Linked DNA regions of Mus musculus: region 2 is linked to region 1. A link is a contact called in public promoter capture Hi-C data. All regions are on one chromosome and are shown on one strand. Each heading gives the region's core, a stretch centred on a gene start, on an enhancer-like site or on the middle of the called end of the contact. The rest is flanking DNA. Distances are from core to core; before and after follow the strand shown. Region 1 holds the start of Cenpa (centromere protein A). Region 2 holds the start of Ywhah (tyrosine 3-monooxygenase/tryptophan 5-monooxygenase activation protein, eta polypeptide).

Evidence for each region. Capture Hi-C pulls out chosen DNA fragments and counts their contacts.
Region 2: a promoter capture Hi-C map of liver shows a contact between it and region 1, with 4 times the contacts expected there. The contact joins the promoter of Ywhah here to the promoter of Cenpa in region 1. A contact is called at or near these places in 1 of 115 datasets of contacts at active chromatin or transcription factors (large pre-B cells) and 1 of 9 other capture datasets (liver).

Annotation. Positions count from the first base shown.
Region 1 is chr5:30,664,048-30,671,113 of GRCm38.p6, reverse strand. It overlaps Cenpa (centromere protein A), which reads right to left and starts at 4,228. Exons shown (of 5, transcript NM_007681.3): 1 at 4,001-4,228. The coding sequence starts at 4,085.
Region 2 is chr5:33,014,900-33,021,924 of GRCm38.p6, reverse strand. It overlaps Ywhah (tyrosine 3-monooxygenase/tryptophan 5-monooxygenase activation protein, eta polypeptide), which reads right to left and starts at 3,109. Exons shown (of 2, transcript NM_011738.2): 1 at 2,771-3,109. The coding sequence starts at 2,857.

The sequences.
Region 1 (7,066 bases), core at 2,979-5,478:
CACATACACATTCATACGCTCACATATATATATGTATATACACACACATATATAGATACAGTCACACATATATGCAGGTAAAACACTCACACATATAAATAATTTAAAAAAATATTTGTGTATAGTAGGTGTTTTGCCTGCATGTATGTCTGTGTCCCATGTGTATGCCTGGTACCTGCAGAAGTTAGAAGGGCAGTTAGCTACTCTGGCACTGTGTTGATGGTTGTTAGCCACTATGTGGTGCTAGGAATCAAACCCTAGACCTCTGGAAGAGCAGTCAGTGCTCCTAACTATTAAGCCAATTTCCAGGCCCTCTAAATAAATCGTTTTGATTTTGTTTTGTTTTTTGGTTTTTCGAGACAAGGTTTCTCTGTATAGCCCTGGCTGTCTTGGAACTCACTCTGTAGACCAGGCTGGCCTCAAAATCCACCTGCCTCTGTCTCCCAAGTGCTTGGATTAAAGGCATGTGCCACCACTGCCCAGCTTATAAAAATAAATCTTAAAAACACAAAGATAGCTGAGTTAAATTCAACTCAAGTGTTAGTTATTGAGATAAACAAGACATTAAATACAGTAGTGATACTGAAAATGAAATAAGTAAGTAGTATAACTGTCAATAAATATAAGTAATTGACTGATTAAAATGATTATGTCTAAAACAAAACAGAAGCACACACAAGGAACTGGCCGGAGGAACACTTGCCTTGTACACACAAGGCCCTGCGTTCAATCCTTAGTCCTGCAAAACAGGAACACGTAGCTTTAGCTAGGTTATTTAAAGCCCAGCCAATTCGATCCCAAGCAGTGAGGAACACTGCAAGGAAAATGGAAGAAGGGAGACGGGACCAGTGCAGGGGCGGCCTGTGCCAGGCAGGAGGTGGAGACTTAACCACCGGTGAGGTCAGGATGATAAAGCAAAGACACAGAGCAGTGTGTAGGAGACTGGAGACACTGAAGACAGAGAGGCAGAGCAGTGTGTAGAGACTGGAGACACTGAAGACAGAGAGGCAGAGCAGTGTGTAGAGACTGGAGACACTGAAGACAGAGAGGCAGAGCAGTGTGTAGGAGACTGGAGACACTGAAGACAGAGAGGCAGAGCAGTGTGTAGAGACTGGAGACACTGAAGACAGAGAGGCAGAGCAGTGTGTAGAGACTGGAGACACTGGAGACACTGAAGACGGAGAGGGAGGACCCTGCTCGACTTTGGTTGTTGTTGCTGTGATAAACACCACCTCCAAGACCTACCTGGAGAGGGAAGGGTTGATTTGGCTTATATGTCACTCACCGTCCATCAGCAGAAGCCAGGGCAGGAGCTCAAGGCAGGAATCTGGAGGCAGAATCCTTGGAGGAATGCTGCTTACGGCCTGCTCCCCTATCTTTAAATCCAGATAGGAGGTGGTGGGCTACAGTGGACTTGGCCCTCTGACAAAGATAAGCAATTAAAAAAAAATGCTTAACAGACATGGCCACAGGCCAGCCAGTTTGATAGAAGTAATTGCTCAGTTGAAGTTCCTCCTTCCTGGGTTTGTATCAGGCTGTCAACTGAAGCTAGCTATGATGGGCCATAACTAAAAGATAAACTACAAATGGCTGCCTCCTCCCCACCCCACCATTTTCGAGATCTGGGCTTTTGGGGGCTAGAGGGTGATGTTAACAGGTACACACTCACAGAAAATGAAGGCAACACAACTAGAGACCACCAAAGAATGTGACTAACACCAGAAGGAAAAGGAGCCAAAACCAAGAATCAAAATAAACTATACTCAAGGAGTTTGAATAGCGAGAGAACTGAATGCCGTGCCGTGTGCGATCCATCGCTGAGAGGCAGAGGTAGGAACCTCCACTGGGCTACATGGAGAGAACTTATTCTCTCCCAGAAAAGAAAGATTTTGAGAAATAGAAGAGGAAGAGAACTCCAAGACTCATGATACACAAACAGGTGTTTATGAAACGGAAGTGATCAGAGATGACCTGGAAAGAACTGCATTCAAACACCCTGAGGCTGGGTCTCAAAGGTCAACGTTAGCAGGTGGGAGCCCGAGAATTTCAAGCAGGACTTACACACTAAAGCTCTCTCCAGTCAGGCCCACAGGCCCTCACCTACAGTTCCAACACCTGGAATACAGAGACAGGGTGTCCTGAGCTCAGGGTTAGCCTGGGACACATGGATGTCACTGTCACACACCTAAAATGGTTTTATTTTATTCTATGTGTATGTGTATCTGTTTTGCCTATGTGCATGTCTGTGTGTGTGCAGTACCTGCAGAGGCCAGAAGGATCCCCTGGAAATGGAGTTACAGATGGCCGTGAGCTGTTATGTAGCAAGAACAACACAAAGTCCCTTACAGCACAAAAGGGAGATATGTCTAAGGGCCCACATAAAAGAAGGGTTGGTTGACTTGGGAAAGGAGGGGGCACCTAGCAAGGCCTGAGGCTGAATGGAGAGGAAGGAGGGGGGAATAAAAAGCACCAAATGGCTGGAAGAACAAGGTCAGCAGACAAGGGCAGTAGGAGAGCCAAGAAGTGGGCGCAGCTGATGTAAAACTTTTCCCTAAGATAAGAGTAATGGAAGGTTGCTTCTACACTGGAAGTCCACATCGAACATCAGCTCTGGTCGAGCGGTACAACCATGACCACATTATTCCCTTAGGGGCTCACCATACCTCAATGAGAAATAGAATGTGGTGGTGCATGCCTTTAATCCAAGCACCAGAGAAGCAGAAGCAGGCATGTAAATCTAATTCTAAGTCCTTCCTTACCCCCCTTTTTATTAACAAGCTGCTGGCATTAAGCTAGGTAGGTTCTGAGATATTCTTTTTTTTTTTTTTTGAGGCAGGGTTTCTCTGTATAGCTCTGGCTGTCCTGGAACTCACTTTGTAGACCAGGCTGGCCTCGAACTCAGAAATCCGCCTGCCTCTGCCTCCCGAGTGCTGGGATTAAAGGCGTGCGCCACCGCGCCCGGCGGTTCTGAGATATTCTAACCCGGCTAGGCTGCTGTTACCAGGCTATATGACCCATTATTTGCCATCTGATCTTGCCCTGGCTCTCTCTGGTCCATGTGGGTCCTCATGGCTGCTCTCTTATCCAGACCTCATGAGTAATCCTTCTTCACCCACATGGTCTCTCCATCTCTTCTTCTCACCTGGTCTCTTCAGGACCCTCTGATTGGGAACAGAAGTCCCACTCTTCTTTCTTCTGCCCAGCCAATTGGTTGATCAGCTCATTAACCAATCAGAGGTGATGGAAAACAGTTTTTACATCACATTGAGGCAGTGTCTGGATTGTAACCAGATCTCAGAAATAGTTCCTGAATACACACTGCATACAACCATCCCCAACACAGGCAGAGATCTGTGAGCTCTAGGCTAGCCTAGTCTACATAGCACGTTTCAGGTCAGCAAGCCAAGGCTACACACCGATACATACCGAGTTCCCGTCTTAAAAAAAAAAGGGTCGGGGAGAGGGTTGGGGATATAGTTCTGTAGTAGAACCCTTGCCTAACATACACGGAGTCCTGGGTTCCATCTCTAGTGCTGCAAATAAATAATAAAGAGTAGGAGTTAGAAAGCTGGTTCAGCTGTTAATAGCCCAGGCTGCTCTTCCAGGGGGGCCGAGTTCTCTTCCTAGCACTCTAAAAAAAAGGGCAGCTCACAACTGTAACTCCGGCCCCGGGGTTCCGACGCTCTCTTCTGGCCGTCGCCAGAGCACGAACACAAAATAAATGCAAAATACATGCAAAGTAAATAAATGCAAAAAAAGACCCCGTGTCCGTCAGAATGAGTTTGTCTTTGCTCCAACTCCTTGTCTTGTCTGCATTTCGTTTTTCTCCCTGCTGTAAACCGGTCAGGAACAAACAAGCAAACAAACAAACAAATAAACAAAAAAACCATTACCCCTACGCGAGGTTAGCGGCAAGCCGTGACCAGGAACCGTCCCTCTACAGGCCCGGCCCCACAGGATGACCGCACCGGCCTCGGAGGTGCAGGGCAGGCTCGCTTACCTACACTGGAGCTCTGTCGCGAGGGTCCAGGCGCCGGGCTGGAGGGTCTCCTCCTTGGGGTCTGCGGTTTGCGACGCGGGCCCATGGCTGGCCTCGAGGGGCCGGGTCCCGCCGCCTTCCCTAAGCCTTCTTGGTCCTGCTGCCGAAACCGAACGCGAGCAAGCCCAAGGTGCGCGTCAGGACCGCCAGAACTCGGTCGCCAGCAGTTCAAAAAATCACCCGCCCCTCCCACCGCATCTTTTAAATCCCAACTTTGTGACTCTCAGTGGCTGGTTCTGGAAAGCCAGCGTGGAGCGACATCCAGATAAACCAATGAGAATAAAGGTCTGAAGCCAATGGGTACTTGAAGACGGGAAGGAAGGCAGGATTTCCCCACCCTTTTCCTGTTGATCTCTTTTTCAGATGCCCTCTGGGCAGGACGGCTCAGTTCTTACGTGGGTGGTGGGTTTGTAGAGCTCACTTCCTCAAAAGTTTTATGCTTTTCTATCAAACGTTGAGGTGGCTTTAAAAATACGGAAACAGATGCCCAAGAATGTGACAGCTCCACACAGCACCCGTGACACTCCTGAAAGCAACCAGCAAATATGATTCAGAAGCCTGGTTAACTGCATGACCTTTTCAGAAGATAGGGTCGTGGGGACAGCCAGGACGGAGGAATCTGAGGACAAGGTCCAGGCAGGGCAGGCGCCAGCACTATTATTGGACCATGCTATCAAACACAATGACAGAATTGCCTGAGAAAAAAACCGGCTTTTCCTTTTCTCCCGGGAGTAATATGAATTCAGGTCATGGCTCCGTAATTAGAATAAAGAGAATTTCGTCATTTTGCTTTTTTGAGTTTTCTAAATGATCTATCATGAACGTGTACTCTAATCAGGAAAATACTTATATAATCAGTGGTTTCATAGAAGCCTGGTGGAACATTGGGGTGGGTGGTGTAAAATGGCACAGCTGCTATGGAAATGTGTCATGGTTCGAATCTGAAATGTCCTCCAAAAGTTTGGTGTCCTCTGTGCAGCAGTGTTCAGAGGTTGGGCCACAGGTGCTCTGACTTCATCTGTGTATTCCTTTAATCCCAGCACTTGGGAAGTAAAAGCAGGTTTGTTATAAGGACAGGGCCAGTAGACCTACATAGTGAGTTCCAGACTAGTCAGAGCTATGAGCAAGATTTTATCTTATTTATTTTATTTTATTTTTGTCTCAAATAAACAAAAGACCAACAACCAACTCGTTCAATCTCCAGTATTTTACCAACAGACATGAAATTTAAACATAGAATTACTATATGATCCAGAAGTCCATATATATATATATGAAGACATCAGGATCCTCAGCAACTGTTAATTAGTCAGATAATATCCGTGTATGAAGTCTGCTCTAGACAGATAGCCCTTTAGTAAACTAGAAGGAGAAAGCTAGATTGAGGACAGACTCTACGATTCATAAGAAACTGATGATACTACCTATATAACTGTAATGGTGTGTGGGTTAAGGCATAAGAGGAGGGTAGTGCTTATTAACGTACGTAGTTTTGCATATTTTGGCTTTTGAACCAATCGGACTGTTGTACTGCAAGTGGGGGTGGGGCACCGGAAGAACGCAGGGCAAAATCCGAAATGAAGATCCACAGCTTGTATCTTCCTTCACCAGGCCGGAAGGGGAAACAGTGGAAGTCTGGGCCAGATGCTGTGATTTGTGGTTTCTTCTTTGGGTACCTGGCTGTCACTGGTGTACTGCCAGGAGTCAGGAATGGGGGTCCAAGATTTTACCCCCCTCCAACATCTGGGCATGCCAGGTGGAGAGGTCGAGGCAGAGCCCAGGATGAGTGAAACCTGGTCTGACTGGGAGTGAGGGCAGAGCGTGCTGGAAGAACTGGAGAGGAGAAGACCTTGCTCAGGGGTCTTAGGCGCAGCTCTTTAGTCAAAGGCCTTCTTCACCTCGTTTCTGAATGAAACAACTTTCTGAGACAATCTTTGCTTGCTCCTATTGCTTTATTTAATGATGGATGTGAATGCATATACTTTATTTGGGGTGAACCAGGGATTATATACCTCTTGTGGGAAGGAATATCTAGGAAGGGGCGCTCATTGGCTGAAGGCTCAGGGCTATCTAGATATCTCATTAGCATGGAGAAGAACTATAGATGTTGTGCTGGGTGACTCAGTGCCTGAGGTCTTCAGTGGAGTATCATGGTTATGTGTTCCAGAGCAGGTAGGCATGGCTCCACTTCTACCAGCCTGAGATCTCTCAGATTCCTGGGATCTGAGCTCACTCAACCATTCTAGTTCTTATGTCTGTCTGGTAACACGGTCCCACATGCCGTATATTAAACTACTAATTTTTTAAAAATACATCGAATGAAAACATATTGGGCTGAAGAAGTCACGTTGAACACTAGATGTCTCTGAGCTATGGACGAGTTGACTGGAACAAGAGTTGTAACATGTAGATCATAGAAACCCTCAGCAGCCGGGCATGGTGGCGCACGCCTTTAATCTTAGCACTCGGGAGGCAAAGGCAGGCAGATTTCTGAGTTCGAGGCCAGCCTGGTCTAGAGAGTGAGTTCCAGGACAGCCAGGGCTACACAGAGAAACCCTGTCTCAAAAAACAAACAACCAAAAAAAAAAAAAAAAGAAAAGAAAAGAAAGAAAGAAAGAAAAGAAACCCTCAGAACCAACAGGGAAGTTCAGCATAGGAGAAAGGGGAGAAATTAGTTGTGCCAGCATGTCAGACAAGAGACTCTAATCAGGGTCAGGGTCAGGATTAGGGTTAGACCAGGGTCTGGGTCAAACCCTAACCCTAACCCTGACCCTGACCCTGTCTAACCCTGACCCTGACCTTGGTCTAACCCAGTTTTTTTGTTTGTTTTTGTTTTGTCATAGGAATGAGCAGGTGAGTTGGGATTTGAACCCGGTACTTAGCAATGGCCTCTACCCTCTGTTACCACACCATTGCTTCTTGTGGAGCTTTCATTTTCTCTTTACTGAAGAGTGAGATGGCGCAAGTGCACACATCTGAGGCCCTGGCTACTCTAGAGTCAGACAGGAAGATCATTCTGGCTTAGGA
Region 2 (7,025 bases), core at 1,860-4,359, 2.4 Mb before region 1:
GGTTGCTGGGGAATCAAAACTGGGCCCTCAACATACTAGGCCAACTTCCCTACCACCTGAGCTCCAAGCCCAGCCACAATCCCTAAGGTTTACCACTACTGTCCTCCAGGTGACGCTGCTGGATTAAGAAACATTATAGCAATATGATTAAACCATTTAAATTGAGAGAAAACCTTGAAGATTAAAGACCAAAAAATGACTTGTAGTACAAACATTCCTACTTTTATACTTGAGAGACCGTGAAGCCAGGAGAACTAACTTTCAAAGTCAGAACAATGGCCTCAGATCATCCCATCCAGCCAGTGTCTTGTTTCACTCTCTAGAACTACATACTTACCTGCCTTTCAATTGCCTGAAAGCAAGGCCACATTCACCCCGAGATAAGCTAGGCACGGTGGTTCGCACCAGTGAGCCCAGCATTTGACAGTTAAGGCCGCAGCATCGGGAGTTCAAGGCCAACCTCATCTATTAATGTGTTTGAGGCCAGCCTGAGATGCATGAAACCCTATCTAAAAGGGGAAAAATTAAAGCAAACAATATAAGTTTACTAGAATTCACTCTTCCCAAAAGCTTAATTAAGGTTTATTAATGGGTGACTCATTAACATTTATTAAGAATTTTATCTACGCCGGGCAGTGGTTGTGCACGTCTTTAATCCCAGTACTTGGGAGGCAGAGGCAGGTGGATTTCTGAGTTCGAAGACAGCCAGGACTACATAGAGAAACCCTGTCACGAAAAACCAAAAAAAAAAAAAAAAAAAAAAAAAAAGAATTTCATCTACAAACTATACCAACAGGCAAATGAGATAAAAGTACATCCCATTAATACAGGTGGGACAAACATGAATTCTGATAGAAAATACTCCTCGTTTTTAACAGTTTATTTGAGGGAATGTTTTACCATAAATTTGATGGTACAAATATTAAATTCTCAATGTTTGATATCTTTTCCAACTGATGAATCATTTTAGACATAGATTATAAATTTCAAACACAAAGGTCCATTAGCTTTTGCAAAATGTTTCCTCAATGCCTCGGAGAACATCTGTGGATACAAGCAGGAAATTGCAGAACACTCTTCAAGGCCATTTAGAAACACACCAGAAACCTTTTCTTTTTTTTCCTGCTAAAATTGTTTTTTTCTTATAATCTCTCTCTAGTCTTTCCTTTCTTCCCACCTCAGGATAGTTGATAGCTCCAGACATCTGATGGCCATTTCCCCTTTACTGTGTATCCTCTTCATTTTCAGAGGTCCTCCCTAAACTGCCCAAACCTCCAAGCCCACTCACATATGGAGCAAAGGCCCCCTAAGCCAGCTGTTCAGGGAGAGGCCTCAACTTGCACAATACCAGAAACATTTAGACATTTAGTAGTGACTTGGTGTGTGGATAGAGGTGGCTTTCAGGGTACACTTTAGTAATATCAGTCTTGTTTCCAAAAAATTTTGCAAAACTGTTATTTTAAATTCATTTTCTCAAAGAATCCACAATTTCTTCAGAAAAATTCATACCCCAAACCTAGAATGTTCCCTGGTATAAATGAATGCTTCTAACCAGAAAAGCATACCATAATGCTGAAATCAGTATCACCAAGGAATCAACAAATGGCCTGCCTGTGATGTTGCTGGATTCCAGAGACATCCTGCTGAATGTGTACAAGGACCCTGGAGGAAAGCTAACTTGATTATTGTTCTTACCTGAGAAAATCCTAAATGTTGGCCTCAATTTTCTATTTCATGTAGTATCAAAATACAATTTCCAAATTAAATGTGTATGGAGTATGTGGGTTTAAGAAAGCCTTTCAAAGACTAGCCATAGGTCATATGAGCTACAATTCAGGGCAGTTAATACTTAGGTCAGCTAAAAACTGCCCAAGGGCTGCTAAAATGCAGATTTCTGGGTCTCACCCTCAAAAATGTTTATGTATTTAGAAGTCTAAGGTGGAATCCAAGGAAATTTTCTCCCTAGTCTTAAGAGCTAGGTGGCCACAGTTGTAATTCTGCCACTGTGTGACCTTGACAAGAAATATTCTTTTAGAAAAAACCCAGGATGATGTGAAGAGTTGTCTATAGTGATGTGGTAACAGAACTCCAAAGTCTTGGGTAGGCAGGTAGGCTCTAGGCTAAGCTATTGACTAGGGTGTGGCTGGGCAGGTCTCCTTTACCGGAAATCAAGCTCCAGAATCCATCTCTGAGGGTCTCAGGAATGCAAAGGCCCCCAGGGTTGCTTCGTTTTCATTTCATCTCCAGGAAGGCACGCAGCATGGACCGTTGGGATGTATGCAGGGACCCACACCCTCCTTCACGCCCAGGACTGCTGGAAAGGGGTCTTCCCACACAAAGCCAGACCCGAGGTGTGGAAAGTGGGGGAAAAAAACAACTTCAGACAAGCAAACCAAACCGGTCGTAGTAGAGAAAACCAGGAGATGGGTCTCCACTCGCGGATGAGCCTTTATTACAAGTGGGTGAATGGTGGAAGGAAAGCGCCTTTCGCCCAGGTCCGGCAGAAGGGTCTAGAAGCAGGAACGCGACTTCCTCCTTTCCTCGGGCACCCCCTCCCCCACCGGGGCTCTGCGCTAGGACACGGCGACCCCCGCCCGCCAGCCACCGAGAGGCCTCCCGGGGAGACCCCGCCCCGGCCAGGCCGCAGGAAACGGAGAGTCCAGCGGCCGCCGCGCCCAAAAGGTGGCGGCGCGTAGGGAGAGAGCCGCCGCCCAGGCTCGGGCCGCCCCGCCCCGCAGCCCCCGGCCGCCCGGCTCCCCAGCGCGCTCACCGCCTTCATGGCGGAGGCCATATCGTCGTAGCGCTCCGCCTGCTCCGCCAGTCGCGCCCGCTGCAGCAGCTGCTCTCGATCCCCCATGTCGCTCGCGACTCGGCCTCGCCTCGCACGCCCACACCGCCTGCTCACTCGCTCGCTCGCTCGCCCGCCCGTCCGCTTCCCGGTCGCCGCCGAGGCCGCTACCGCGCACGCGCACTGGCTCGCCGGCTGGCGGGAGGCTGCAGGCTGCGCCGCCGCTCGCGCCTTCTCGCTGGCTGGCTGCACGCGCTGTGGCGAGCGCCGCGGAGCCGCCGAGAGAGGATAGGGGGCGCCGCGGGCGGGCGGGCGGGCGGGGAGGACGCGACCACGCCTGCGCACTCGGATCAGCCCGCCGAGCTACGGGAGGGGGCGGGGCGGCCCAGCCCTAACGGTCTTTTTAAGGTGACGTCACCTACTATAAATAGCCGCGGCGAGGGCCGCGCTGGAGAGCTGCGCAGGCGCCTTAGGAGTACTGCAGTTTACCGCCGCAGCGTTGGAGGGTGGGGAGCGGCTGGGGCGCGGCGATGGTGGTTCCGCAGGCAGGCGTTGTCGCAGCCCTGGCCAGGAAAACGCTACAGAACCCATGATAGAGCTCGGGCTTGAGAAGCAGATACCCGCAGATAACCCTGTATGGAAAAGCCGAGGCGCCCCGGACCGAGGGGCGGCTTTGTTGGGTGTTGCCACCTCCAGCAAGCGGTCAGCTCTGTCAGCGGCGTGGGGTGGGTCCTGCCCTTTGGGACAGCCCCTCACAGACACACTAGAATCCACAATACTGCAGGGTAGTGCCATCCTTAAAACTGACCTTGGGCCAGCTCTGGCTTGCACAGGAAGGGATAGGGAACTTGGCAGAGCGGAGTAGCGTTCAGGACATACCTACGGGGACCTGACTTACTGTTGGGCCTTGACTAGCACTAACCTATTTCATACAACCACTCCGGGAAAGGCTCAGCAGGTCCCCCATTCTTCAAAGCAGAAGTGCAATCTACAACCCTGGTAAACCTAGGAAAACCAAAAGTTGGCAACTATCAGGGTCGACTTAGCCTGGTTCAAATCTTTTTAGGGAATTAGTGATTATAGGTCAGAGGTGCAGTGTTGGCCTGGAGGGCCTGATGCTCAGTGGAAGAAGGAACAAAAATTCAAGGCAAGGTGACATATCCTATTTGTGGAGGGGCCAAAATCTAATTTCAGTGTCTTCTTGGATTTCTGTGGCGATGGACTGGACACTAAGCCTTCACCGCTCCTGTCGTTCTGTGCTAAAGGTCCCTGGGTTGGACCTCAAGCTAGAAAAAGTGCAATTAAAACAAAACAGTCTGGCATGGTGGAACATGTCTTTAATCCTAGTAGCCAGGAAACAAAGGAACAGGCAGGCATATCTCTGAGTTCTAGGCCAGTCAGGGATACACAGAGAAATCCTGTCTGAAACACACACACACACACACACACACACACACACACGGCTGTTACACAAAGAGAAGCCATGCACACACATAAGAAAAATCTAGCCCACTGTAGCACAGAAGAAGGGGCCTTAGGTTCACTGAGGAGTGTGTGTGTGTGTGCTCATGTTGAAGACTGCTCAGGAGCCATGTTTTTGTTTTTGTTTTTGTTGGTTTTGTTTTTTGAGACAGGGTTTCTCTGTGTAGCCCTGGCTGTCCTGGAACTCACTCTGTAGACCAGGCTGGCCTCGAACTCAGAAATCCGCCTGCCTCTGCCTCCCGAGTGCTGGGATTAAAGGTGTGCGCCACCACACCCAGCTATGATATATATATGTGTGTGTGTGTGTGTGTGTGTGTGTATATATATATATATATATATATATATATATATATATATATATGCATGCGCCACCCCCATATCACCTGTCACTGTCACACAGTCACACACTTAAGATACTTGTTAGGGGAAATATTAGCCTGGTTTGTTAACCAGGATTTGTGTTAGTAGAGGTGGCTCTTCAAATATGGTGAAACTTAACAGATGGGGACCTTCTAACCACTCAAATCCCAGCTCATGGCTGCCAGGTCCTTATTTATTTGAAAGTTTGTTGTTGTTACATTGAAACAGTCTCACATGTAGTCCAGGCTGGCCTCAAACTTGTGATTCTCCTACCATCCCCCCTGGAGTTCCCAGGTTGCGGGCACGTGCCCCGAGTTCCAGCAAACCTCAGTTTTTGAGCCTGGCATGAGCCAGTTGCACCTTTGCTGGGGTTACTGCAGTATTGAGCATGTAGCCGGTGCTCAGTGCTGGAGGCAGAGCTCCGGGGAGGGAAAGTGCCCTCTGCACAAGCCTGGAGTGGTAAGAAGCCAGTCAGGTGTGGTGAAACATGCTTGAGTCCCAGTGCTGGGGAGGTAGAGGCAAGCGGATTCCTCGGGCTTTGTGAGCACCCATCACAGTCTCATTGGTGGACAGTTAGCCTTCTGTAAAGATGGAGTGCCAGGGCGGGTGGGTATGGCCCTGAGGTCCTGACCTCAACTTTCTAGCTCTGAAAGTCTGGGGGCTTTGGAAAATCTAACAGCATGGCAAGAGGTAAAGCCAGGCCTGCTCCTAAAGATAGGTGTTGGCCTGACAATGCAATTTAATGGTAGGACACCTGCAAAGCACATGCAAGACTCTCGGCTTAATTCCTAGCACTCCAAATAAGTAAATAAAGCTGGTCATGGTGGCACACACTTTTAATCTCTGGGCTCTTGAGGAAAAGGCAGGTGGGTCTCTGAGTTCAAGCAGAGACTGATCTACAGAGTGAGTTTCAAGACAGCCAGAGCTACATAAGGGAGACCCTGACAATCAATCAATCAATCAATGACTGAGACCTTATCGATGAAACAAGGAAACAAATCCTCATTTCCTAGCAGTCATGAGGCGGCAGCTTGCCAGTACACTACCATTTAGCTAAGGTGAGGCCAGCACTCTTCCCATTCTAAAGGTAAGGGGGAAGGAGGCCAGGCAAGTGCTCGGCTTGCCAACTGCAGCACAGTACAGACACTTGGTCCCAGATGTGTCTTCACCACTGTCTGCACCACTGCCCGTGACCTTCTGAGGGTCTTCTGAGTACTGGGCTGAGATTGTAACTGTCAAGTGCTCCTTAAATGGTTCCTTAAATGGGAAGTAAAGGAGAGGGTCACTAGTCTTTGCCAAGGTTCTCTGCCAGGCAACTGTGCTAAAAAACCATCTTTTCCTTCCCAGGATGTTAGTAGGAGGCAAACAGATTGCTACAGCCTCCCGGCTTCTTCCAGACGGTTGTGGTGGACTGGCCCTGACTCAGGAAACAAAGCAATCTGTGAGGGCCAAGGCCACTGGGGAAGGCAGAGCCCCAGGGTGGGGTGGGAGGTTGCTCTGCAGCGCAGGGCTTATGGAAGGATCCTTCCCTACTAAACGATATCAGAGTTTCCACCTAGCTCTTTACAACATGAGCCTGAAGCCACTTTTAAAACTCATTACTCACTCCCTGGACATCTTGGGCACACCATGTTCCCAGACTCTGCCCACAAATTTCTACCCACTAAGATGTCCTTATCTCTGCCTCCGAGCCTTTCTGTTTCTTCAGTACTGCTTCCTCCCCCCACCCCTTTTTTTAATTTTATTTTTTGTAGACAAGTTCTCCTCACATAGCCCAGGCTGACCTCGAACTTTCAAACTTGTAATCCTTTTGCCTTTGTGTCCAAAGTGTAAGGTTTAAAGGCATGTCCCATGACATAGGTCCAGCAAATCCCACCTTCAAAGAGCCTGCTCCCCCGGTTTCTCCAACAGGAGATGCTCTGCAGGGCACTGGAAAGATGGCTCAGTGGCTAAGAGCTACACTTGGAGAGGACCTGAGTCGGCTCCCAGCCCCGCTCTCAGGTAGCTCCCAGGCACCTGTAACTCCAGGTCCTGATGCCTTCTCGGATCCCTGAACTCAATCCAGTGCACATATCCACATACACACATAAATACCTACATGTAACTTAAAATAAGCAAAATAAATCTTTTAAAGAAATAACAGGCATGGTAGAGACCTGTAGTCACAGCACTTGAGACATAGATAAGAGACAAATTTGGGGCCAACCTGTGCTACACTGTGAGACCTGTCCCTTTTTATTTTAAACTACTCCTCCTTTGCATCCTTTCTTTTTTTAAAATTATGTGTATGTGTGCTGAAGTGACATAAATTCTCTCCTTTTGCTGTGAGTTCCAGAGACCAAACTCAGGTCACCAAGCTTATGTGGCGGGCACTTTTAAAAAGCAAAAACAAAAA